2 separate regions of the Mus musculus genome follow, and region 2 is linked to region 1. Evidence: chromatin contacts called from public ChIA-PET data. All regions are on one chromosome and are shown on one strand. Each heading gives the region's core, a stretch centred on a gene start, on an enhancer-like site or on the middle of the called end of the contact. The rest is flanking DNA. Distances are from core to core; before and after follow the strand shown.

Region 1 (5,222 bases), core at 2,103-4,602:
GCAATCTACTCTCCTCTTCATGTCAATAATAGCCCAAAAGAGATAAATCTAGCAATATGTGTGTGATCAGCAGCCTCGCAGTACCCCCCAAGACACAAATTTATGGGGCATCCACACTCGGGGGTCATCTTCCCAATAGTTTATAGTATCGAGCCTCCTTTATTTCCTCAGTAAATCTAATTTATATGGACAAGCAGATCAAGCCGAGCTGTTCCAGGCATTGGAAGGCTGTGAATCATTCACAAGGCTTTAGGAAACTTGGGGAGATTAAGGTTTTGCATAATGCAAATCAGGAGGGAAAGATGTTTGCTCTGCCTCCGCTGTGGATGCAATTAGCGCAATGAACACCAAAAGAGATTCATTTTCCTGGGACGCAGAAAGGTCCGCTTGGTATGCAGGAGAGCACAGTTATTTGCAACACAAGAGCCCAGAAGCCGAGGCTAGCCGAGCACCCGCAACTGTTTGATTTGCAATTTTAAAGAATTTAAGGATGAATAAAACATCCAGTTAATTTTGAAAGGGCTGTTGTCAAACGGCCTAAGATCTGGGCCTTTGCTGGGCTCAGAAGTCAGGACAGCACTTGAGGTGTGTGTGTCCTGGGCCCTGCTTATGGAGTCCTGATGCACCTGGAATTCTCTTCCGCTTAGCTTGGAATGCTCCAGGACCTAAGTCCCGACTCAAGAGCCCGGCTGTTTCTAGGCAACCCCCTTGTGGACCCCAGCTGACCTGTCCTAGCTCCTTTGATTTTAGGTAACTTAATGGCGCAGTGAGCATTGACTGGCCATCGTCTGTGAGCCAGGCACTTAGGGTGGAGCAGATCGCCTTGATCTCTTGGGACTGATACATTCTACAGGGGAGTGAAAGGTGCTATCAGTGTGTCAGGAGGTGCTAGGCCTGGGGAGGAGAGACGCCATGGCAATTAGTGGAAAGGACCCGTGTGTGTGTGTGTGTGTGTGTGTGTGTGTGTGTGTGTGTAGGTGCGCGCCTTAGACAGAGTGGTTGGGGACATGCACTGGACCCTCATGGAGGTGTGGGCAGATGTGAAGCATCTCTGGAAGAATGATGCAGGTAGCCAGCACCACAGCTGGAAAAATCCCCATTTCAGAGAAACAATGGCCACAATTCGGATGGCCCGTGTGACTGAGTAGGGAGGTGGGAGTGAAGCTCTGCTCCTTGTGACTCATGCTCTGCTGAGAACATGGAACCTGAGAAACATTCCAGGAAGAAAGGAGATTTCCCAGTGTGGTGGGATGTTTGAGACAGGGATGTGTTGGAGAAGGAGCCACACAGACATCGGGACCTCCTCAGAAGGAGGGCAGTGGTGACCGAGGTGGCCAGGGACATGAGAACCACTAGCCTCTGGCCTGGCAAGCTCAGAAGACTCTTCACCTTTGGCTCTTGAACAATGCTTATCTCTCCCTTGCACCCATTTAACAGATAAGAAGACAGAGGCTCCTTGGCACGGGATCCTGGCCTCCGGTCCTTGGGCTTCTGTAGTCTGGGGAATGGGAAGAGAATGAACTACCTCTTGTTCTGAGACAAGTACGAGGCTGTGGGAGGTTCTGAGATAAGCAGTGTTCCTGGCACTTCCTGTCTGGGGACCACAGCCCTGGTCTTGGGCTGGCCACATCTTGCACATGGAAGACTCTGGGAATGGAGGAAAACAGCCCCTGCCCGTGGCAGTCCCTGTGTGTTAGGTCCGGAGAGCTCTTTGGGAGCCTGAGGCGGGCTTTATCTAGGCCAATGGACTGGTCTTGACTCCGCTGGAACTCAAGGCTGGGGGCCTCATAGGTGGCTGGGCCAGGGTAGACTGGGTGGTACTGAGGTTGCAGAGTCGGGGGAACCACATATCTTCTGGCTCTGCTGCCCTTTATGAGCTTGGGCTGACTCTAGGCTAGACCTGTGGAGCCTTTGTGCTCCTGATCTTTCCTGGTCACCTGCGGTCCTGTCTCCACTCACCTTGCTCAGAACTTCCTAGGGCTCCCCTTGCACTCAGAGACAGCCCATTCCCTATGGGACAGAGATGTCTACGCTCAGATTCAGGGATTTCCAGGAAGCCTCAGTGAGGCCTTTCCCTTCCCAGTGGGGGGAGCCTGCAGACACCTACAGAAAGATTGACTATGTGGAAGAGTGACGATCCTTTGGGCTTGTGAGGCTTGGGGAGCCATTTCTTCTGGGTCCGGAAGCCCCCCTACACTCTGCTCCCCATGTTGCTGGGATGTCCCATGCATATGGAAGGCACAAAGGACAGCCACATGCTGGCTCTTTCCTCCCATGGCCCCAGGAACACAGTGGCAGTTCTGCTGTGCAGGCCAGCAGTCTCAGAACAGAGGCGCGGAGCGGGAGCCCACCGCCGCTCCAGCTGCCAGGTGTGGCCATGACCTCAGGTCACAGTGCCCGGGGAAGCGCCGTGATGGGCATCTGCCTGGCCAGCCCCCCATTTTCCTGTGAAAGGGAGGCAGGACCTGACTGGGGCTGGGGTACCATCTGCTGTGTGAGTGCTTTGTGCTGAGAACTATGTGTGAGCCAAGCATCCCACCCTAGGGAGGCACAGCCACCGAGCAGGACCAGCTGGCAGGGGAACGGAGGGTAGGCTGGGGTGCCTGTCTCCATCTGTGTGTAACCCCTCCCAGGGAGCTCTGTGCTCACTGCACCTCAGTACAAGCCTGAGGTCCACCGCAGGCGCTTGGCCTCCTCAGCTGAGCTGCTCCACAGCCAGACGGCCATGCTGGTAGCCCAGAGGCTGTATACCCTGTACCTTGCACTCAGCGTCCTGGACTAGATAGCATCCGAGTGGATACACAGAAGGAACTCTGGGGACAGATGTGGACACTGGCCTCTTAGAACTGTTGTAAATTTGTCTGTACATGGAGAGAAGAGACAGGGGTCTGGGCCATGTTCTCCACCCTACCCACCCCGTGCCTTCCCTTTCTGGCATTTACAACCCAGGAAAGCAGGTGTTTTTCCCTTGACCCTGGTCTGCCCCTGCCTTGACATGAGGATCCTGGAGGGCGGGCCTGGTCCATTTTGTGCTCAGCTGTTGGAGGTGCACTGCTTTCAGACTGCTGCTTGTCCTGACTGCTCGCCCGTGGGAGGGGCTGGGATGCTCCCGTGTGTAACCTCTGCCCAAGGATCTTGCTGCATTGGTGGCAGTGGGCCTGATGAGGCCCCAGCCTGTGCACCACGGGCCTGGCAACTGGGGGCTTCCACTCTGCCACATTGTCCCGACTTTCTGACAAGACACAAGTGATGGGGATCACCCTCCCCCTTCGCCCTGCCTTGGGGGGGAAGGGGATGGGACCCCTAGTTAGTCACCTGCTGTGTGCCACCTAGAGCAGTTGGGACAGACCAGCTTCAGAGGACACAGGAAGGAAGCAGCCCCTGTGGTTTCTGCGGTCCACAGTGTTTCCTAACACACAGGGTGAGAAATGGGAGGGCAAGGGGTAAGCCTGCTTCTCTTGCTGTCTCTCCCTCAGGGGCCAGGTAGGTCTTTTCTGGATCTGGCCAGGCCTAAAGGGGCTCAAGGTCGCAGTGGGTACAGTGTTCTTTCTGTCTCTATTTGTCTGCCTGTCTCTCTTGCCCTTTGTTTCTCTAAATTCATGGCCTCTTTTACTTTAGTTCACACACACACACACACACACACACACACACACACTCACAGTTTCCTTGTTGAGGGATGAGGACTGCACTTATCCATGGATGTCTTAGTTACTTTTCTGTTGCTGTGAAGAGACACCATGACCAAGGCAACTTAGAAAAGAAAACATTGTGGCGAGGGGCGGGGGGGGGGGGGGAGATCTGAGGGGGAATTGTGGGGGTGGGGGGGTGGGGGGAGAGGACTTACATTTCCAGAGGGTTAGAGTTCATTATCATCATAATGGGGAGCATAGTAGCAGGCAGGCATGGTGCTGGAGCAGTAGGTGAGAGCTTCTGATCCACAGGCAGAAGGCAGAGAAAGCTAACTGGAAACAGAGTGGCTCACTGCCCCTGCCACACCTCTTCCAACAAGGCCACACCTCCTCCAACAAGGCCACACTTCGTAATCCCTCTCAAACAGTTCCACCAACTGGGCACCAGGCATTGAAACACATGAGCTTATGGGTGCCATTCAAACTACCACAGTGGTTACAAAGACAACTACTTGGAATGTAACCCATGTGGAACAATGCCTTGGGGAACTGTGAGAGAGGCGGCAGGAAAAAGCTCAGAGGGCCTTTTACTTTGAGGGCATTTTGCTCTTTGGATGTGTTTTTGTGCCTCCAGTGCTAAACATTTACATTCAATTTATAAGGCATGTTTATTCTTGTTGGATGTCGGATCATAGCTGTAGAACCCAATCCGGTCAGTGTGCCCTGAATCTGGATCTGGCCTTCTGCTGTGCTTTCATGTTTTCCCCAGATATACTCTCCAGTATGTGCCAGGCGATTGTGTTTCAATGGCTCTGTCCTGAGAAAGTGCTGGGAAAGCGCTGCTCTGTCAATATTTGGTATGTGCTTACTGACGCTTCTTTACATGTTTGTCTCATCATGTTCTTCTGAACTCCAACAGCCTCCCCTGGGCCACTGCTTTCTTTGTTACATTCGTGTATAGAAGTCCACTGACTCTGAAGTAAGCTTGTCTAAAGCGTTAGGCTGTGGTCTGCCCCGTTCTTTCAGGTCCTCACAGCTCAGGTCTCACAAACATAGATGTGCACAGGTCGGAGAACGTCAGTAATGCTGGCTGAGGGAAGTGGTGGTTGTAGGTTCTCCAAGGTCCATGACATCACTAGCCCTGCGGACTTGCCTAGGTTTCTGTGGTCCTCCCCGCTCTCGTGGTCATCGGCCTATATGGTTCACGAGGGCAGTGGGAGCAGAGGGGACAAACGGGTTGGAAGCTCTGTGAGTCCGAATGGTGAATGACCACACTGGGACCACCTATCAGGAGGCAGATCAACTTTACTTTGGGTGATTCAAGGCTTATAAAGTTTTGGGGAACTGAGGGTAGGGACATCCAGGGTGGGCAAAGGTCATTGGCTGGGGGATTAGGGTACCGAGATGCCTCATTAGCATAATGGAAGCATCTCAGAAATCTCAGGTTGTAATCAGGAGAAAGGAAATTGATCCTGTGATCTAACTAAGGCAATATAACACACCTCAGGTAGAGTCTGAAGTATATGCTATCTTCAGCAATGGGGACTTACCTTCCTCCTCTGGGAGGCAACCAAGGACAATAGCGATAGCCTA
Region 2 (5,482 bases), core at 1,516-4,015, 71 kb before region 1:
CCTCTGTGGCCCGAGACACCAAAGTCTGCACTTCCCCCCCGCAGCTTGGGCCACTTACCAGCCTGGCCTTTGTGCTTAGTTTCTGTTCCCACCTTCATTGCTGACCTCAGGCAGAAATAGAGGCAGGGGCAGTCAGCTGGGAACAGGAAGTGTCTGAGTGCTGGGCATTGACTGCCTGGGGGGACCCCTCCAAGGAGTGGCTGGACTTTTAGCTCAGGCTGTCAGGGGTAGGAGACAGCTGCTGTCTGTGAACAAGCCGCTGCTCCATAATGGCCTCCTGGGACACTTATCGAGCTGACCAAAGTGTGGCTGGTGCCTGGTCGATCCCTTGCTGTCCCGAGCAAGCTGGTGTCCCTGAGTTGCAATCCCAGCCCCTCCTCCCCAGTGGCTTTGGCTACCACAGTTTCTTTTGTCAGACAGTCTGGGACCTGTCTTTCAAGCCCAGCCAGGGGACTAAGGGTGATGCTGAGGCTGGGATGTGGGGGTGGGGGTGTGGTTGGCCTGTGCTTATCCAGTTAGTAGCCAGAGCCACCCTGGTACCCAGTGCAGAAGTAAGGGACATTGACCGTGAACACAGGAAGTAGAGAAGTGCTTGATGGCAGGCTGGTGGGTGGGGTGTCTGGTTCAGGAAACTTCTTTGATGCTGTCCTAATGCCCTGACCGAGGAAGGCGAGGACCTGGCACAGGCATTGCCACCTCAGCATCGTCAGCACTGCTGCTGGCCCTTAGGTCTCTTCCACATCTCACTTACCACACCTAGCGAGTGGTTGGATTCTTGTGGTTGTGATCAGCCGGGAGGTGAATTGGTACAGCGCTTGAGTAGCATGCAGGAAGCCCTGGCTCCTGCCCTCAGTGCTGCATAAACTGATCGTGGTGGCACACGCTTTAAATCCCAGCTCTTGGGATGCAGAGGCCGGCCGGGGGATCAGGAGTTTAGGGTTCTTCAACTACATAGTAAGCGTGAGGCTAGCCTGGTCTACACAAGGCCTTGTCTCTGGAAACCACTGTCCGGCTTTGATAATGTCCTGGCCTGTGTCTGAGACAAGAGTCAGCTGATGGCAACCGGGCTGGATGCTTTATGCACTCTGCCCTGTGTCCTCTGAGCAAGAGGCCTGTTCGTTTATTTACCTTTCAGTCCTGGGGACTGAACCCAGGGTGAGCCTTGGACATACGCATAGGGGAGTGGTTACCAGTGAGCTGTGCATGAGCCCCAGTAGGCGTATCCCCCTGTCCAGTTCACTAAGAGAGCTGGGGTAATCAGTGTCTGTGGTCACCTTTGTGACCTGCCCATTTCTGTGTTCTGTGACCCCCTCCCCCAGTCACCTGCCATCCCTTGTCATGCCCTTTGAGCCCGCTCTTCCGGCTGCCCGCCATGTTGCTCCCTCCTCACGTCCCCAGCCTCCCTGATTGGTGCTTGTATGCTCTCTATTCTAACTTCTCTAAGTGTTTCTTCCTGGTGGTCCCCAATTTTTCTTAGCTTTCTGGCCTCTGTCTTCTATGATACCCACCAGGCAAAGTGTTTTTTGTCTGTTTCCTGGTATATTGACTCTCCCTTTAAAGACAGTCAGATGGCACCCACAGAACGAATTAATGAATGAGGGAGGGAACAAATGAATGTCTTCGTTTCCTTTTCTGTCAATGGAATGAAACATCTGACAAAATCATCATAAGGGAGGATGGTTTTATTGCAGTTCTTTCAGGTCCGGTCCATCAGGAAAGAGAGGGGTGTAGCTGGTCTCTGTGTCTGTAGTCAGGGAGCAGACAGGAGTGGATGCTGGTGTTCAGCTGCCGTTCTTCTCTTTGTTCAGTCTGGAAGCCCAGCCTTTGGGATTTTACCACCCATGTTCAAGGCCAGCCTACCCTGTTAAACCTCTCTGGAAGCGCCCTCATTGACACTCAGGGATTTATCTTCTATGTGACCCCAGATCTAGTTAGTTCTCTGGGAAGACTGACACTCGTGTGAATGAGCCAGCAAGTGTTAGCTTTGCTCATCCTCCCTTTGGCACACTGGTTTGGCGTGACTCTACCTCTGCCCGAGTCTATGCCCCTGCACTGATCACCCTCTGTTCTGCCCCTTCCCACACTAGGAGTTGGCCAAGAGGACCCCCGGCAAGCACCCTGACCACACCGCGGTACAGAGTGCCCTGCAGGCCATGAAGACTGTCTGCTCCAACATCAATGAGACTAAGAGGCAGATGGAGAAGCTGGAGGCCCTGGAGCAGCTGCAGTCTCACATTGAAGGCTGGGAGGTGCGTGGTCAGGGTCCTCTGCTGAGGGGGCTGGGCCCCCAGTTGGAGCTGTAGATCACGGGCTCGCTCCTCAGTTTGGCCTGCCTCGTGTGGTTGCTTACAAGTGACTTAGTTGACTCAATGAAACATAAAATCCCAGATTTTACATTTCGGTAGAAAACTTGGTAACACTGCTGTGTCTCCCAGTAGCTGTCACTGAGACGCCTGTTTCCTTAGCCTCTGTCACTGCAGGCCATGCCAACTCCCCTCAGTAACTGTGTGTGGCCTCGCCTTCCTGACACCTACAAGCCTTTGTGCTTCTTGTGCCAGCACTGAGGGCAACATTTACATATCTATCAGTATTAGTTTATTTTCCTGTCACTGTGACAAAATGCCAGATGAAAACCACGGAAGGAAGAAAGAGTTTGTTGTGGCTGGCAGCTGGGGGTGCAGCCCACCGTGATGGAGAAGAGCAGTAGCTTCGCACAGCTGGTCCCAGCACACCCACAGGAAGCCGGCAGAGGCGAGATAGCTCTCTTCTCCTTTGTACTCAGATGATGATACCACCCACGTTTAAGGTGATCTTCCCTCCTCGGTAAACACAGTCTAGACACTTCCTCACAGCCAGAAGTCTAGAAGGTGATTCTAGGTCCTGACAGGTTGACAGAATCAAGCTTTCACACACACAGTGTATGTAACTGACTTTTCTTTATCACACTTACGTGTGTGTGTGTGTGTGTGTGTGTGTGTGCATTCATGTGTGTGAGCCCAGTGTGCCACAGCATGTATGTAGAAGTCAGAGGACAACTGGTAAGAGTCAGCGCTTTTCTTCCACTGGGTGGGACCTAGGCGTTGAACTCACATCATCCGGTTTGGCAGCAAGCCCCTTCACCCACTGAGCCATCTCCTCAGCCTGTAACCAACGCACTTTCCTGACCCTTGCCTCCTACACTATTGGAAGTTTCTTGTCTCTAGAAAGCTGACAGACAGGAAATGCAACCGGTAGGAAAGGCCAGCTCCACTGGAGTGAGAGGTTAGGAGCTGAGATGAAAGATTCTGGGGACAGACGTTGCTGTCTGACACCCCCAGCCCAAGCCCCGCCCCCAACCCTACCGGGACCTGGGTGTTCCTGGATTTAATATTCCTTTCTTGTACTGGCGCCCCCCCCCCCATGGAAGGTCCAGCTGCAGAGAAGACTGGGGCTTTGTTCAGAGACTAGGGGGTGACATGTCCCCTGAACTCTCCCTCACTGGCCATCTTCCCAAGGGGAGCCCTCTAGCTCCCAGAGTCCCTTGCAGATGGACTTTGGAAGGGGCATTGAGGTTTGGCCTCGATCAAGTGGATGGTGGGAGAGATAAGGTTCCCCCTTGTGAGACGGGCTGCCACAGGAGGGCCTGGCTTTCTGTGGCTTTAGCAGTACAGCCCTCCCCCTTTCCATCCAGCTTCCCGAGCTTCTAGCTTCCTCCCTCCAGCTTCTGTTAACTGGCCTGAGTAGGTAGGGTGGTGTGTTCATCAGGCAAGGTGGCTGGTAAGGCAGCCAACCTGGCATCTGGCTCCTTTGACTGTAGGGGCCACTTGTGGCTTTACCCAAAGCAAGTGCCACATGGTCTGCCTTCCAACTGTGTCACAGGCCTCTGTCCTCAGCTCCTTGCAGTCTCTAGACACACTCTGGCACATCCTGGTTGCCATGGGGCTGAGGGGGTGACTCCGAGGAGCTCACAATGCAGTATAGACCAGGATGTGTGACCAGCCAGGCTGGGTGGGTGACTTTGCACCAACAGGGCTCTTTCCTTCCTGTGCCTTGGACATGTCTGTCACCAGCGCCCTTCCTTAACCCCCGATGGCTATCTTGCATCTCTGGAAAGAGATAAAGGAGCGGGGAGAGGGGCTAGAGACCTATTTCAAGATAGTGACATACCACCGGCTCCTTGGTGTGACTTGGTCCTTTGGACCATGCTTGGCGCCAAAGAAGCTGGGGAATGTAGGTCATTGGTCAGGCAGCCAATGCCTGTGAAACTCATTCCCCAAGATGAACCAAGGGGAGCAAGGATCTGGGCTACCTGAATGAGGGTTTCTGAGTTTGCCAGGATTCCACTCAATTCCCTCTCCTCAGCTCTCGGAATCTATATGACCTGGCCCAGCCTACCCAGGACTCCACACAGACCCACTACGTGTTGGCTCTGAGGACTCCTGCTAGCAGGACTTTCCTAGTCCCTGTCTGTGCTTGTCCTTAACACTTCTCCTGGTCCTTGGCCCCAATCTTATCATTGCTGCTCAGCACACCTGCTGTATTAGCCTGTGTGACACTCATCCCACAGAGCTTGGTGATGGATGGATCCAGCCTTCACTGGATCAAGTGCTCCCAGAATCCTGCCCTAACATTCCTACATGGCATCTGTCAAGTCCCTCCTGCATCCCGGGGAAGGTCGTTAGGTGCTAGAAATCTCCAGTCCTTACCGAAGTGCTTATCTTGTGGGGAAGGCTCAACAAGCCAGATTGCAAATAGATCACAGGGAAAGACAGACCGCAGGACACCTAGACAAAACCCAGTCCCCTAAAGGGCTGGATGCAGCCCCCTAGGGCCTGTTGTCAGCCACGTGAGTTGGTGTATCAGCTCCCTGTACCTCTGAGTGTCTCCTGTAAAAGGACATGCAGTCCACTGATGGCACTGGCCCACACAGCCCTCCATCCCATTGCCTTGGCTTCTTGTCTGCTGAGAGCTTTGAGTGTGGAGGCTGATAGGGATGTAGGGGTGTGGAGGGAAAGGTGCTTGATGGTTAGTGTTGTCAGGCTGACAGGGTCTAGAATCACCTTGGAGACAGGTACAATGTCTCCTAGCCTCCAGGTATATTGGTGAGTGATTATTTAGTGTCTGGGCATGCCTCTAAGGGCTGTCTTAGATCCATTGATGTGGAAAGATCCATTTGAGATGTGGGGGTACCATCACCTGGCTGGGATCCTGGACTGTGCAGATGCAGAGCGAGCTGAGCAGCAGGGGGCGTCCATGACTCTCTGCTTCCTGATTGTGAATGTGATCCAGGCAGCTGCTTCAAGCTCCCGCTCTGACCATCCAGCCGTGAAGGACTGTACATCGAACTGTGGGGCTGAAGCAAACCCTTCTCCCTTGAGTTACTTTTGCCGGGGTGTTTTCCCTCTGCAGTGAGGGAAGAGGCTTAAGATGGGTGTGTCCCTGGCTGCTCATTGCTGCCCTTCATTGCCTCCCCAGGGCTCCAACCTCACAGACATCTGCACCG

What was found. ChIA-PET counts read pairs in DNA pulled down with a chosen protein or histone mark.
Region 2: a contact with region 1 is called in an RNA polymerase II ChIA-PET map of memory CD8 T cells, with 52 read pairs. The contact joins two enhancer-like sites. A contact is called at or near these places in 2 of 115 datasets of contacts at active chromatin or transcription factors (embryonic stem cells and memory CD8 T cells).

Annotation. Positions count from the first base shown.
Region 1 is chr2:166,547,406-166,552,627 of GRCm38.p6, reverse strand. No RefSeq gene overlaps it. Among named protein-coding and RNA genes, the nearest start is that of Gm29679, 15 kb to the left of the region's middle. Within about 2 kb of position 3,352, at least 78 of the 459 cell types and tissues checked have an H3K27ac peak or open chromatin away from gene starts, as enhancers often do. A contact at or near this core is called in memory CD8 T cells, where this site is marked.
Region 2 is chr2:166,617,939-166,623,420 of GRCm38.p6, reverse strand. It overlaps Prex1 (phosphatidylinositol-3,4,5-trisphosphate-dependent Rac exchange factor 1), which reads left to right. Exons shown (of 40, transcript NM_177782.3): 6 at 2,088-2,249; 7 at 5,455-5,482. Among named protein-coding and RNA genes, the nearest start is that of Gm29679, 56 kb to the right of the region's middle. Within about 2 kb of position 2,765, at least 84 of the 459 cell types and tissues checked have an H3K27ac peak or open chromatin away from gene starts, as enhancers often do. A contact at or near this core is called in memory CD8 T cells, where this site is marked.